2 separate regions of the Sus scrofa genome follow, and region 2 is linked to region 1. Evidence: chromatin contacts called from public HiChIP or PLAC-seq data. All regions are on one chromosome and are shown on one strand. Each heading gives the region's core, a stretch centred on a gene start, on an enhancer-like site or on the middle of the called end of the contact. The rest is flanking DNA. Distances are from core to core; before and after follow the strand shown. Region 1 overlaps FHAD1 (forkhead-associated domain-containing protein 1). Region 2 holds the start of EFHD2 (EF-hand domain-containing protein D2).

The links. HiChIP or PLAC-seq counts read pairs in DNA pulled down with a chosen protein or histone mark.
Region 2: a contact with region 1 is called in an H3K27ac HiChIP or PLAC-seq map of alveolar macrophages. The contact joins the promoter of EFHD2 here to the enhancer-like site in region 1. A contact is called at or near these places in 3 of 5 promoter capture datasets (fetal liver, fetal skeletal muscle and liver), 20 of 47 Hi-C or Micro-C datasets (alveolar macrophages, blood, brain and 12 more) and 2 of 2 datasets of contacts at active chromatin or transcription factors (alveolar macrophages and skeletal muscle).

The regions. Positions count from the first base shown.
Region 1 is chr6:74,584,786-74,589,643 of Sscrofa11.1, reverse strand. The region is part of intron 15 of FHAD1 (forkhead-associated domain-containing protein 1); the gene reads right to left. Among named protein-coding and RNA genes, the nearest start is that of EFHD2, 65 kb to the left of the region's middle. Within about 2 kb of position 2,108, at least 17 of the 83 cell types and tissues checked have an H3K27ac peak or open chromatin away from gene starts, as enhancers often do. A contact at or near this core is called in alveolar macrophages, mesenteric adipose tissue, retroperitoneal adipose tissue and 1 more, where this site is marked.
Region 2 is chr6:74,649,699-74,654,556 of Sscrofa11.1, reverse strand. It overlaps EFHD2 (EF-hand domain-containing protein D2), which reads right to left and starts at 2,743. Exons shown (of 4, transcript XM_003127628.6): 1 at 2,355-2,743. The coding sequence starts at 2,659.

The DNA.
Region 1 (4,858 bases), core at 859-3,358:
AGTCTTCCACCTGCCAGCTGCGTGATGTTGAAACCATTTCCTAGCTTCTGAACTTTAATGTCTGTGTCTGTAAAATACCAATTCAATTCACCTCCTTTGCTTTTTGAACGCTGTCTTCACAGAGCTGGCTGACTGCGGAAGAGGACAATAGTGCCCTCCCATCAAGAAGGCATAAATGGCCGTCCACCTTGTGTTTTTTGGCTTTTTGTTTCTTTCGCTTTTCCTCTCTTTAGGGCCGCACCCATGGCATATGGAGGTTCCCAGGCTATGGGTTGAATCGGAGCTGCAGCTGCCAGCCTACACCATAGCCACAGCCATGCCAGATCTGAGCTGTGTCTGCCACCTGCACCACAGCTCATGGCAACGCCAGATCCTTAACCCACTGAGCAGGCCAGGGATTGAATCCATATCCTCACGGATACTATTTTGGGTTTGTAACCTGCTGAACTATAACAGGAACTCCCACCTTGTGTTTATAAAATGGCTGATCAGGAGTTCCCATCATGGCTCAGTGGCAACGAACCGGACTAGTATCCATGAGGACACGTGTTCGATCCCTGGCCCCACTCTTCGGGTTAAGGATCCAGTGTTGCCATGAGCTGTGGTGTAGGTTTCGGACGTAGCTCAGATCCCGCATTGCTATGGTTGTGGAGTGGGCTGGCAGATGCAGCTCTGATTCAACTCCTAGCCTGGGAACCTCCATTTACCATGGGTACGGTCCTAAAAAGAAAAAAAAAATTAAAAGTTTATCAGCTTTGCTTGGGCTCAAATCCAAATTTCTCTTGGCAGGTGGATAATAAAAGCAATGGAACTCCTATCGACTAAGTGTCAACTGTGTGCAAAACTGTGAGCTGGTTGTGGGGGGTGATAGGGAGCCATTCCCTAAGGGACTTATGGCTCAGTCTGAGAGACGGGGTCCATGTGCCTGATGGGAAACAGACAGGGACCCGGGTAGCGTGGAAGGAGGGGGCGTGTGAGAATCCCAGAGGACAGACCATTCACCCGCCGTGATGGCTGCTTGGCTGAGGAGCCAGTGGGCATGGGCATTGGTGGGAACGCAGCTGGAGGGGAGGGCGTTCCACAGTGGAAGGTGTGGTAGGATAAATGGTGCCCCCAAAGATGTCCTGATCCAAGGCGCCTATGAATGTGACCTTGCGGGGCAGAAGGAACTTTGCAGCTGTGATGAGGTGATGGAGAAGGTACCCTGGCCTCTCTCGGTGGACTCAGTAGAGTCACAGGGTTCTCATAAGAAGCAGAGGGAATCTGATTACAGACGGAGGAGAAAGCGAGGTGACAGAAGCAGAGAGAGAGTTGCAGGTGTGCCACTATGGCTTTGAAGACGGCAGAAGGGCCACGGGATAAAGCTCTAGAGCCTGATAAAGGTGAGGACACGGATTCTTTCCTAGAGCCTCCGGAAGGAACCAGCCTCTTGCCTTTACCTTTGTGAAAGTGACTATGGACTTCTGGCCTCCAGAGCTGGACAAGAATGAGTATGAGTTGTGTTAAGCCACTAAGTTTGTGGTAATTTGTCCTAACAGCCATAGGAAATGAATATGGGGAGTAGTGAAGGCAGGAGGGGAGGTAGGGAAAGGCAGTGCATGTTCTGGAAGAGGGTAGAGCTTACCTGGGCTGGAGCGGATGATGGGGGAGGGGAGGAGGAGAGGGAAGAGCTGGGGTGGATGGCTGAGGTCAATTTGGGGCCGGCCTGGAACAGTAGCCTCAAGAGTGTCAACTTGATTTAAACATCACCGAAGTGTCATGAATGTGACTTGCGTGCCTGGCCTTCCGCGACGAAATCAATGCATCTCCCTACTGTATCATCCGACTCTCAGCCCATTTTACAGATGAGGTGGTCGGGCTCCGAGACACGCAGCTGCTGGATGCCATACAGCTGGCAATTGGTTGAGCCAGGGCTTGGGCTCCTGGTGGTGTGACTCCAGGGTCTGAGTCACTGCTATTTCAGCTGCTGATGGAGCAGTGAGTTGGCTTAATGATGGGTGTTTCCCCCCCACCCCCGCCCAGAAAAATAAGTGTGATGAATTAGAGAGGAAGGAGCCAGCAGGGTTTCGTAACTGCAGCACTTGTGACCTCTTGGGCTGGACAAGTCTCTGCTGTGGGGGCTGTTCTGTGCACCACGGGACGTTCAGCAGCGCCCCTGGCCCCTGCCCACTGGATGCCAGGAGCACCACCGCCCCCGGCTGTGATAATCAAAGATGAGAGGGTTTCGAGGAAGAGAACCTGGAGGGGGAGGGAGGTGAGGCTCTACGTCGGTTCCTCAAGAGGCAAAGTACGAAGCTGGCATTGAGGACAGAGGGTGCAAAACACTTCACGATCTCAGTGGAACAGCGGTGTCAGCGGCAGAAAAGGAACTAAAGATGTGCCATCTTGAATGTTTGATGACAAAGGAGTAAAAGCGAGAGAAAGAGGCTGGAGATGCCGAAGAAGGAAGTCGTGATTTAGGACCTTGGGCACAAGATCACCCGGGCGGCAGCCAGGAGGGGAGGTGCCGGGAGGGAAGAACTGCGTCTGGGGAAGACGGAGGGAAGGGAGAGAAGATGGGTGCGGAGAGAGGATGGAGGGGAGCTGAACAGGCTCCAGCCTGGGCCCTTGACCTCTGACAACGCAATGTGCCGAGAAGGTCCAGCTTGGAAGAGTGAGGATAAGAGTTTTGCAGTAATAGCTATCAAGCATTCAGTACTTGCTGTGTGCCAGGCACCAGGCCAGGACTTTTACATGTGATATTTGGTTTCTTTCTTTTTCTTTCTTTCTTTCTTTTTTTTTTTTTTTTTAAATGCTCTTTAGGGCTGCACCTGAGGCATATGGAGGTTCCCAGGCTAGGGGTTGAACCGGAGCTCTAGCTGTTGGCCTACACCACAGCTCCTGGCAACGCCGGATCCTTAACCCACTGAGCAAGGCCAAGGATTGAACCCAAAACCTCATGGTTCCTAGTCAGATTTGTTTCTGTTGCACCACGACGGGAACTCCTACATGTGATGTTTTCTAATCATCACAAACAACCCAGGAAGGAAATGCCTTTGTGTTTACAGGTGAGCACAGACGCTCGGCAAGGTTAAGCTGCAGGGCTGGCAAGCAGTAGGATCAGAATTCAGACCTAGGTCTGGCATCCTCTTTTGAGAGAGGCTGGAGACTTGGGAGGGCTGGTTGGGCTGGCGGATGTGAAGTGTGCGTTGGGAGAGGTGCCGTGGGAGGATTCTGAGATGGCAGAGATGGGTGATGTTGGCTTGGGCCTTGGCAACCTGGCGAATGGATGGATTTCTGGGGCTAAATTGAGGGGAATCTGGGATTGCGCTCAGATGCCACCTGTGACCCAGGAACCTGAGGGGAAGCGTCAAATCCTGGGTAGGATCCGAAGAGGCTCAGGGAGAGAGGGAAGTTAAAGGTGCTGAAGGGGAAGGGGGAGTGTATGATCTCCGTTCCAGATTAGACAAGGAACTGTAATCAGAAAGCGATTTCCCAGATTTCCTGTCATGGCTCAGCGGTAACAAACCCAACTGGTATCCATGAGGATGTGGGTTTGATCCCTGGCCTTGCTCAGTGGGTTAAGGATCCAGCATTGCCGTGAGCTGGGATGTGGGTCTAAGATGCAGCTTGGATCCCAAGTTGCTGTGGCTGTGGTGTAGGCCAGCAGTTGCAGCTCTGATTCAGCCCCTGGCCTGGGAACTTCCATATGCTACAGGAGCAGCAGTTTAAAAAAAAAAAAAAAGCAATTTCCCTCTTTGGGAGAAGTAGCAATTCTTCTGCTTGTTCTTGCCGTATCTGTGGCATGTGGAAGTTCCCAGGCCAGGGATCAATCCTGCACCACAGCAGTGACTCAAGTCACAGCTGTTAACAACACCAGACCCTTAAACCATTAGGCCACCAGGGAACTCCCACAATTCTTCATTGTATTTCTTGGTACAAAAGTTCCATAGGCCCATTACACAAATCCAAACACTATGGAAATCTATAAATGTGGAAATCCAATGGAAAATGTTCCCTACTGGATCCTCAGTGGCCAGCACATAGTAGGCCCAGAAAAAATAGTTGCTGAATGACCTAGTGAGGGTCAAGGCCCACCCAGTCCCACCAATGCTGGGACAATACTGTCAACCCTTTCACGTCATTTTCTCCAGATTTTTCCCTTTGGTCAGATACTGACACTTAAAAAAAAAAAAAAAAAAAAAAAGAGTGGGCAAACACTGCGTATATTGTGTTACCACTTGCTTTTTTTTCACTTAAAAATACTGCTTATCTTGGCTATCAGAGAAAGAGCCACTTCTATGTATGCAGGGAAGGCTTTCATTTGTTAACAGTCTTGAAAAAATAGACACAGTCAACTGAGCTTGCAGAGAAAAATGTAAAGAGTCCTTTGTTTCCTTTATCAAAAGAAACCGAGAAACTAGGCAAGAGGAGAGAGGAACTAACTTTTAAATCTCTCCTTACACCTCTGAGCTTCCTGGCAAATCCTTCACCAATCAGATATTTTTATTTTAAGTCATAGATTTATTTTTTAAATTGAGGTATAGCTGATATAAAACATTATACGTTTCTGCTGTACAATACAGCGATTCATTCTTTTTTTTCTGGCCGCACCATGGCATGCAGAAGTTCCCAGGCTAGGGACTGACTGGCAGCATAGCAGTGACAATGCTATATCTTGAACTTGTTCCCTGACAAGCCACCAGGGATCTCCAAAAATTTCATTCTTTTTTTAGGGTGGAGTAGTACTCCATTGTATATAAATACCACATCTTCTTTAGTTATCCACCTGCTGATAGACACTTAGGTTGCTTCCATATCTTGGCTATTGCAAATAATGCTGCTGTGAACACTGGGGTGCATGTATCTTCTCAAATTA
Region 2 (4,858 bases), core at 1,494-3,993, 64 kb before region 1:
TGGTCACGTGCCCCTTCCAACCAAGCTGCAGACTCTTAAGTCCGGGTGTGTTTTGGCATGTCTGGGTTCTCTGAACAGCTCCATCTTTTTCTTCGGCTGGGGAGGGGATGTCACCGAGCCCAAGAGGAAGAGGGCTCTGGTGGTGGGTCCATGAGGCAGAAAATCAGCCATGGACGCGGAAGAGGGTTGCAGGAGGGTATTTCCCCAGGTGGAAGCAGATAACTGTGATGGGAAACCCAGGTTCAGATCCTGACTCCATCATTTGCTAGCTGGGTGGCCTTGGCAAGTTAGTCAAATCTCTCAGTGCCCAGTCTGGGCCACTGCGCCACGGTGAGAATGACAGTTCTGTGTCATGGGGCTGCGGGAGGAATGAATGGAAGAGCTTCTTGGTCCCCAGACACTATTAATGCAGGGATCGTGGCGCATTGGAATAATCTCCCTTGCACGGCGGGGGGTGGGGTGGGGGGGCAGGCTCTACCAGGAAGTTCCCAACAGCTCTTCTATCAGGGCTGGAGTCCTGGACCTTCTGCTTTCCTGATACTGCCTGTTTGTGGTCAGGAGGCAACTTGAGAAGAACTTGCAGCCCAGACCCCAGAGTCAAAGAAGGAGGCTCCTCAGGGCCCAGGGGCCTCCACACAGAGGCCCCGAGGAGGGTTAAGGACTCAGTTCCCCTCAGGCTGATGCTCAGAAAAGCATGGTCCCAGCCGGTCCAGGTCTGAGAACCCAAACCCTCTTCCGCCGCATTGGGATCAAATGCAGAAGCAGCAGCTGCAGGGAGCAGTGAGAAGCGGGGAAGAGCCTTTCTCAAGCTTCGGGGTTGCAAAACAGCCCCTTCCTGGGCTTCCTGCTGTACCTGGGCACACAGTCCAGCCTACACTGACACCCCCCCCCGCCCTGCCCCGGGCCAAGAAAGGGCCAGCGCCCCTCCCTCTGGACCCTGGGCTGCCTGTTCCGGGCTGGTGGGGAGGAGACCTCCTGCTCCCAAGACTTGGCTGGAGGACGCTTCTACCTTTCGGATCCACCTCCAGATCCACTCCAGACCACACCCTGGGGCTGCTTCATCAGGGGTCGGGGGCAGGGGGATGGGCAACAAGACGCCAGAGGGGAAGAGTACCTACCTAAGGGCGGGGGTGGGGGGTGGGGGGGTGCTGAGTGCCTTCCCCCCTGCCCCACCCGCAGGCCCAAATGTGGCTGGGGTGGGGGGTGCAGTGTGGCTGACCCCCTCAATCCCAACTGGGTGAACCCAGGGATGGACCAGACGGGGACCGGAAGCCTTTCTCCCTAGTCACTTTACAGACATTTAAAGTTTTGTTGCTGTTATTGGGGGAGGGGTAAGCCCACAGGCCTGGAAGTACCTGTTCAACCTGCTGGGTTAAAAGGTAAAGCCAGGGGTGAGAGCAACTGGCCAAGTCAGACTGGAAGGTGTGGGGTGTCTGGGACCGTGTGTGCGGAGGGAAGGGGGCCCGCAGCGGGGGAGTGGGGCAAGGAGAGGTGGGGTGTTCCCACGGAAAGCAGGAGGCAGTGACTGCAAAGTGGGGGGAGGGCTGGCCAGGGCAAGAGGAGAGAAGGAAAGCCTGGGGAGGGAGGGGGGACTATGGGGGGGGTACATGCCTGCAGAGAAGGGGTCCCTCCCCAGCGTCAAGGATTGGGGTCCTGGCCAACGGGCTGGATGGGGGTAGAGGTGGGAGAACCTGAAGGGGCTTAGACCACAGTTTGCTGGCAGATGCCGAATAACTAGAGGGGGCGTGGGGGAGGGGTCTCGGCTCAGAACCCACGTTATGGGGGATCTGAGATAAGCAGAGGAAAGCAAAGGACCCCAAGAGAAAGACATGGTCACCTTTGCTGAGGCGCTGGAGGTGGGGTGGGGTGTTTCGGACCTGCGTTTGGGGGTGGGCTTGGAAAGGGAAAGGGAGGCCTCGGGGTCCTCAAGCACGATGTTTTGCAGGTGTGGAGAAGCATCGCTAACAAGGCAGGGATCCTAGGCCAGAGATCCGGAGTCTCCAGACCCGTGCGTGTGGTGCTAGCGGGGGCTCGCGGGGACTTATCTAAAAGGAGCCGCGGGGTCCCCCACTGTGTGTGCGCGCGTGCGGGGAGCCGGGGGCAGGCGTCACTGCGAGGAGGGGTCGCGTGCCAGGGGCCGCGGGTCCTCAGAGCTATATGCGTGGTGGGAAGGAGGTCCCGAAGCCAGCCTCGCGATTATCTGGAAGGGGCCGGGGGGTCCCCAGCCCTGCTGGGTCGGGGAGCTCGCCTGGCCGCCCGGGTCTCCACGGTGCGGGGTCCGGGCTTGGGGGCTCGGGAGCCGAGGCCGGCTCGCGGGGTAGGTGGGTGGGGGACCGAGTCGGGCGGGCACTCACTGCTTGAACATTTTCTCCATGTCCTTGATCTGCTTCCTGGAGAACTCCTTGAACTCGGTGTAGGGGTTGAAGACGCGGCGGCTGGGCGACTGGGGCTCGCCGATGCCCTGGTTGAGGTCGGCGCGCCGCAGCAGCTTGGCGCTCAGCTCGTCGTCCGCGCTGCCCAGCGCCTCGGCCGCCTCGTCGGGCGCCCCTGCCGCCGCCGCCGCCCCGTTCAGCCCGGGCTGCTCCGGGGCCTCGCCGCCGCCCTCGCCCTCCATCTGCAGCCGGCGGCTCAGCTTGCTGGCCAGCTCGTCCGTGGCCATGGTGGCCCGCGCGGCGCTCGCCTCGGCCCGGCCCCTGCTAACCGCGCGCCCGCACCGCCTCTGGCCGCGCTCTTCCTCTTCCTGACACTCCCCGGCGCCAGGCACCGCCCCCGAAGGTGGGACTTACTCCCCAGCCAGGCCCGCCCGCTCCCGCCCCCGCTCCCGGTCCTGCGCAGCCGGCGCGGGCTGGGTCTGGATCGCGGCGGCTCGAGTGTGCCGGGGGCGCGGGGTCCGCCACCATCCCGCCCCCCCCGTAAGGCTGGGGGGTCCCCGGAGAAAGCCACCCCCCCCCTCCGTCCTCACTGGGCCCGCCGAGCGCGAGAGGTCGGGCTGGGGGCCGGGGTTGAGGCGGGAAGGAAGAGGGGGTCCTGCAGTTTAGGTGAGGGTCTGGGGGGCGCCGCCCCCAACCCCTTCTCTGGAATCCCCGCGCGGTGGAGTCGTAATCCTGTGCGGCGTGACACCCTGTCGGTTGCCATGGAGACGACTCGATGTTACACACTGGCGTTCTCAATGAGGGTTGCAAGGGTAATGAAGAAGGTGGACCCAGGGAGCAGGAACCCCCGTTTAGATGTAACCGCAGCTGGAGCCGCTGCATCTTTTGGAAGGGGATGGACCAGCAGCTGCGAGGGAGATGGCGCTGGGCCTCAGCCCTGAGAGGTTCTTGGAGACCGCGGAAGACAGAAAGGGAGACGGGGCTGGTCCTCTCCCCCTGGGCCAGCACATCACATGAATGACTTGGCAGAACAGCTACTGGGCCACGCGGGTCGCCTGTGACTTTATTTTAGGGGAACTAGCAGGGAGATCTTGATGTTGCCGTTTTAGTGGGGATCCCAGAGGAGAGATGTCCCCTCCAAGGGCCCATGGGATGGGGAGTCAGGAAGAAGCCAGAGAGGATTTCTCTCTGTGCTCTGGTCTGTCACCTTAAAATGGCAAAGCTGTGGACCTCCAGCATCGGAAGAACGAAAGGGGTGGGGCTGGCTAATAAAACAGATTCCCAGGCTCCAGTCCAGACAGACAAAACTGATCTTTGGAATGAGGCCCAGAAATCTGCATTTCAACAGACACTCAGGGGAGTCTGGCTCCTCGAAGTTTGAGAACCACAACTATGCTTTGTGCTTATTCTCTAGGATGTTAGGATGATGCTCAAGATCATTTTGCAGAAATGGCTCCCACCAGCCAACATGCAGAGAAAAGATGGGGTCAGGGCTTAAAAAAAAAAAAAGCAACCCCAAAAAACAGTGCTCTTCAGGCAGAGAGCACTTGAGAACGTAGAAACTGTCAGCTGTTACAGACTGGTTTGTACAAAACAGATCCTCAATTGATATGTATTGATTTGCCATAGTATAAGAGTATTGCTAAATTCATTTAAAAATCAATTTTTAAAAAGGATAAAATTGAAAAAAAAGGCAAAATCCAGATAATACAAAATTTTCATTAATTTTTTTGTCTTTTGTCCTTTTTTTTTTTTAGGGCTGCACTCGTGGCATATAGAGGTTCCCAGGCTAGGGATCTAATTGGAGCTGTTGCCGCCGGCCTACGACAGAGCCACAGCAATGCCAGATCTGACTTCGTCTGCGACCTACACCACAGCTCATGGCAGCATGGGATCCTTAACCCACTGAGCCAAGGCCAGGGATTGAACTCGCAACCTTATGGTTCCTAGTCAGGTTCATTTCTGCTGCGCCATGATGGGAACTCCTCATTAATGTGTTTTTGAGACTATTTGAGTCCAATAAAGATGTTCGGCTTCAATGACATGATTTTGTTTCTTTAAAAGCTTGGTATTACGTTTCTGTTGGTCTTGGACAATTTGGTCCAGCTTCTTGCAAAAGGTGAGTTTCCATATCTTCATATATGTCCTTCAAGGACCCAACAGTAGAAAAAAGTTGGTTTTTTTATGGAATGCAAAAGACTAGGGACAGATGATATAGATCAAAACTTTAAAGATTATACTGCAAATGCTTGGATTTGCAGTCTTTGCTTTCTTTTCTTTTTTTCTTTTTTGGGTCTTTTTGTCTCTTTAGGGCTGAACCCACGGCATATGGAGGTTCCCAGGCTAGGGGTCAAATCGGAGCTGTAGCCACAGGCCTACGCCAGAGCCACAGCAACGCTGGATCCGAGCCATGTCTGCAACCTACACCACAGCACACGGCAACACTGGATCCTTAACCCACTGAATGAGGCCAGGGATTGAACCCA